Regions from separate parts of the Sus scrofa genome. Here region 1 is linked to region 2. A link is a contact called in public HiChIP or PLAC-seq data. All regions are on one chromosome and are shown on one strand. Each heading gives the region's core, a stretch centred on a gene start, on an enhancer-like site or on the middle of the called end of the contact. The rest is flanking DNA. Distances are from core to core; before and after follow the strand shown.

Region 1 (2,700 bases), core at 46-2,545, 52 kb after region 2:
GAGCAAAACTGCATGCATGCTTCTTCCAGAAAAGAAAAAAAAAAAAAAAAAAGCATTTCTTTCTCTCCTAAGAAAAATCATCACCAGAAAAGATCTCTACCTTCACCCCTTCCCTGATCCATATATGTATCACCAGTGAACGGCTGTCATTTACCATCATGTAAAATTCAATGTGTATTTACTATGTGAGCACTTAAGTATATATGACAAAAACTATTTTAAGTACACATAGAAAATTACAAAGATAATACACATATGGTTCTTCACACATCTACACACAGATATCTATTGGCCATTTTTTCAAGTACTCAGGCATCACTTAAAATATTTGATCTTAAAGTTCATAATTACAAAAGCCTGGGTTGCTGATGGGGATACAATAAAAGTAGAAATTAATAATGAAAGTATACAACAAAGAAGGCAATTAAAAATCAACCTTCTAAACAGATCTTGGGAGAAAAAGGAAACAGTAGTTTCAGGATTGTTGAAAATAATAATAGTTAGAATATTACAAATCTAAATTCATGATATATGACTAGAGCTTTTTTTAGATGCAGATTCATGGACTTAAAATTCACTATAACTAAGAAAGAATTGAAATAAAGTAACTCTTAGCTTAAAAAGTTAGAAAAGGAACAGCGAAACAAACCCAAAGAAGGAGAAAGTAACTGATACTAAATAAAAGTACAGTTAATACATTAGAATATGTTTTTTTTTAAACAGTAGAATTAATAAATTGACAGTTGATACTTTGAGGAAAAACTGGCAAACTAATACTCAGTCTAACAGGAGAATGATAATTGTTTTGAATGTAATAGGCAAGACAATAATTTTTGTCTAATTATAAAGGTAACATCTGCTCAATAATAACAGCAAATGTTAGAAAAGCAACATAATCGATACCACTTCATAGTCTGACCTCCTATTCTACTTAAAAAATGCTTGCTTGAAGTTATTTTTCTCCCATCCCTTACCCACCAACATCCCCAATTTCCTATCATCCAAGACTGTTCATCTTAGAAATATCACTGAAAAAATTAATTCTCTCATTTCTTCATACCGCTTTGTGTATTTTGACCTTGACACTTCAAATACACAACTTAAACCGTCATGGCTGGACAACTACAGATACTTATCAGTTAGTGCAAATGCCTCCTTCTACAGTTTCTGTTTTTCAGTACCTTTGACACACCATTCAGCAGGAGCTATTGCCCTATGGAATGCAGCCACTGTTACAATCTTGGCCAGGCAGGTTTAGGTGTGGGCTAGCTGAATCTTGGTTAAATATACACACTCTCATTTCTTCCTCTCATTTCCTCCTGGTGTCTCTATTTACCACAGCCAGTTGGATGCTGGAGGGCCAGGGTGCTTTGCTGGTGCAGCCTTTTCATCTGTAGAGGTCAGTTACCGGCAGAGGCTAGCAGAGTGGGGAGAAGTCCCTGGAGGACCAAATGGGGAAATAGCCAGCATGCCAGTTGCCCCTCTTCTCTTTCTCCCAGAGGTAATCTGGTCACATAGACTTTTTCACTTTCCCTGACTTCGACAGACTCACTCTGAATTCTTGCCTTTGCATGTACTGTTTTCTCTGGCAGAAATTCCCTTATACTATTTCTTTGCCTGGCAAATAAACTCCTACTTATCCCCCAAGGTCCAGCTCAAATGTCACCACTCTCTATCTACAGACTTGTAGAGGTGGCAAGGTTCTAAGAATGGGACAAAGAAACAAACTTAATCAGTCAGTTATTTGTTGATGTGATAGTGAGCCAGGTACTTCTCCGATTTTAAGTTCCTCCTCACTCCCAATCACCCCCTCCTTTTTTTTTTTTTGCAAAATAGGAATGAGAATTGCTGCCTCGACATCCCTTGTCCAGGGAAATTGAAAAGATCAGTGAGATAAAATATTTTCTAAAATGCAAGTCATTTTATATATTTAGTTTTGTTGTCTTTGCTGTTAACCATTGCTTAGATTTTTTTTCCCTATTAGTTCAGCTCGATCACAGTGCAGAAGTCAACTTTAGAGGCATTCAAATAGGAATTAACCCCCCTACCAATCCCTTTTTCTTTCTACAGTCGCCTTTTTTCTCTTCTGTGTACCCCTCCCCCCACTTCCCCCCCAGCTAGCCTTTATTTCTATTGCGTCCTGTTTACTTTGAAACCAGGTATCCAAGGTCACTGCTTGATTTTGCAGGTTCGTTTTACAGTTGAAGAGGTTAAGTCATTTAGTAACGCAGGGAGGCAGGCGTGGGCTGGGATGGGTAATCCTAACAAAAGTCCGCATTCTAAATTGTAAAGTTCTGGGAGCTGAGAAGTCAGACTGGCAGAGTCATAAACCCCTCGCATAGAAGCGAGGACGCCGGAACCCCAGGCTGGCGGGCACGGTGGCGGGTCCGGAATTCCGGGAGCGGAGCACGAACAAGCGAAGACTACAACTCCCGACGCGCACTGCGGCCAAAGCTGGTTCTATCGCTGCTTGCTTCTTCATTCTTTCCATTTCTTAACAATCCACACCACTGTCTAGGAACTACGAAGTAGTAATTACAGAGAGGCCGTAAGCTTCTTTGGGGGCGCGGGTGCTGGGAACAGCTTACGGAATGCTTCTCACTCCCTGTCTCCTTCGCTCAGGAATTGCGGAACCCGTCTTCCATCTGGCCGGGTTTCTGGGGGGACAGTAATTAAACTGACGTTGTGGCGCGGCAGTTT
Region 2 (2,700 bases), core at 198-2,697:
GGTCAGGTGGGCCAGCCTTCCCAAAGGCAACAAGAAAACATTAGGGGCAAAGTGGGAACCAAAGGCCACATATTCTGTCAGAGCAGAATATGAAACAGTATATCCATGCTAGTGATGCAAGACTGAGAAAGAAAAAAGCACGTAATGTATCACGGGCTAGTGTTCAGGTTTTCTCTGTGAAACTTGATAAACAACGCCATTCATGGTTTTAAATAACACTGATTATTCTCCACAGCACTAAACAGTCCATGTAAAATTCATTCATTAGAGTAAGCGAAATAGATTTCATGTTGTGATAGTTGTTAACCAAAAAAAGTCAAGATAAACGTACACCTCTGTGGGTGCGAACAACTCAGACATTTCATCTTGAAGTGGATGGCAATTTACTTTTGTTTGATTACAAATATATCTTTATTCCAAGGGGCACAGTCCATAAAGAACATATTTGAGAAACGTTTTGTGTCTCATTCACGTGATAATTGTGATCACTTAGTTCTCCGTTACCCACACACAGTAAAGTATCATCATTTTCCCGGGTAGTCGTTTTCAACAAACATTGGCTGAACTGAATTCAACGTTATAGGTTTCACTACCGGAAGCCTGAGTTCCGCCACATAATCCTACCTGGCCCTGAATCCCAAAAAGTGGGGATGGGATGCGACTACATGCTAAGTTGGCTTACAGAAGACTGCACACGTTCCAAGTTCTGTGCCAGGATCAGCCACTGACAATTGTCAACAGTTCCGACACAGGATGGGCCACAATGGGGCCCTGAAGTTGCCAACACCTGAAGCAAATTGAAGATTCAGGCCCGTCTCGGCACCGAGGGCGGTTTGACCCTCCCGGAGCCCTACATCCGCGCAAGTCCAGGGGCGCCTCCACGCGCGGAACAGACCCGGATCCCGACCCAAGGAGCCGCCCGGGGGCGGCGGCGCCGACGCGGCCTGGGCCTCCCGGGCCACCCTTCGGCCGCCGAACGGAGGGGTTCCCAGCGCGGCCGACTGTGTGTGGAGCGCGCAGGCCCCGCGCCACCGCCCCAGGCCTCTCTGAGCCCCGGCCTCTCCCCGGAGGGCTGCGGGCAACAAAGGCGGCGGCCCGGGCCCGGCGCGCAGGAGGCCGGGAGGCCGAGGGGTCGGGCCGGCGCCCGGCGGAAGCAGGCCTCGGCCCTCCCCGGCCGGCTCCCCAGCCCGGCTTCCCGGACGCCTATCCCCGCCCGCCCGGCCCCCGCCCGTGGACCCGCCGTGGCGCGCAGGGCCTCGCGCCGACCCGACCCGCGGCCCAGCCCGCGCCGGACCCGCCCCCGCCGGCCTGAGGGGCAGAGGCGCCCCCGAGGCCGCTCCCCCGGGCCCCGAGGATTGGGAGCGAAAAGCCGAGCCCCGACCCAGCCTCCGACTCGGCTTCGCAGACGCTCACCCGGCAGCGGCCCGCTGCGCTCCTCGCCCAGCGCCGGCGCGACTGCCGCGCTCGGCCCTCCTCTCCCGCAACTCCTCCTCCCGCCTCCTTCCTCCTCCTCCTTCTCCAGGAGGGGCGCGCGGCGGCGCCAGCCCGAGCGGGAGCCGGAGCGCAGGAGCGGAGCCGGCCGCTCCGCGCCCACCACTCGGCCCGCGGCGCAGGCGGGCGTCCGCGCGGGGGCTGGCCGGCGGGGGCGGGGGCGCTCGGGGGCGGGGCCGGGGGGCGGGGGCCGGTCCCGCGCCGGAGTCGGAGTCTGGGCATCGTCCGGCTGGTGCCAGTTGAGCCGGCAGCCTTTTTGGTGTCGGTTCTGTCTTTTCAACCTCCCCTCCCCGGTGGTCCAGGCTGACGCAGAAAGGAAAATATTCTGGACCCTCTGGTACCGGCTCTGCCCTTGTCCATGTGGCTGGGAGGCTACCCCACGCGGCCGAGGTCCGCTCACCTAGCACGGTGACCCCATCTGGTCCCAGCTCTTAGGGAGGGACAGGGACAGCCTGGCATGCACGCATCGGTGAGGGGAAGTCTTTCCCCACACCTTTTCTAGCTTAACCGTAAAGTGTGCTTTTTGAGAGAAAACTTATTCCTTGTTTCAGGCCATATGCTTTTCCATTAGTCCTTGTTAGTGGGGTTTTATAAAAAATCTTAGTTGACCGCTGTTTGTGCCACCCAGTTCCAAGGTAGTGTGATGTGAAGTTGTGTGTTGGTAACTTGACTCATTTCTTTGGAAGTTGACTGAGCTGTGTTACTAGCATATAGCAATAACAACAGATTGGACCTTTGTCAATGAGAAGCCATAGGAAAATTCGTGTCCTCTTCTGATGAAAAATAATTACAGGTAAGTATAACTAAAGTCTAAAGAATTATTGTTCACTTAAAGTTGTATTTCTTGAATAGCAGTGACCTTTTAAAAAGGAAACAAATAAGACTCAGGGAAAAAATGTTAAAGTTCAATTTATATCTGAATTACACCTCAACAAAGCTATTAGTTTAAAAAAATTTCAAGTAATCTTAATTTTTATAAATGTGGACATACATACAATTCTCATCTAAACACAAAATCTAGATTAACACTTTAAAAATTGGGTTGTCAGTTGATTTAATTGGTATGTATGAATTGTATATATAAAATTGAAGTCATTTGTTTTATGGGATTCACCAGTCCTCTGTCATCTTCAATTCTTGCTTGAATTCATTACTAACCCCTTACCTGGTTTAATAGCAACAGGGCAATTCTCAAATATCTAGTAACAG

The links. HiChIP or PLAC-seq counts read pairs in DNA pulled down with a chosen protein or histone mark.
Region 1: an H3K27ac HiChIP or PLAC-seq map of alveolar macrophages shows a contact between it and region 2. The contact joins the promoter of RTTN here to the promoter of SOCS6 in region 2. A contact is called at or near these places in 2 of 5 promoter capture datasets (fetal liver and liver), 4 of 47 Hi-C or Micro-C datasets (embryonic fibroblasts, heart right ventricle, liver and 1 more) and 2 of 2 datasets of contacts at active chromatin or transcription factors (alveolar macrophages and skeletal muscle).

What each region holds. Positions count from the first base shown.
Region 1 is chr1:152,687,010-152,689,709 of Sscrofa11.1, forward strand. RTTN (rotatin) reads left to right here and starts at 1,296. Exons shown (of 49, transcript XM_021099277.1): 1 at 1,296-1,399.
Region 2 is chr1:152,635,027-152,637,726 of Sscrofa11.1, forward strand. It overlaps SOCS6 (suppressor of cytokine signaling 6), which reads right to left and starts at 1,448. Exons shown (of 2, transcript NM_001170518.2): 1 at 1,414-1,448.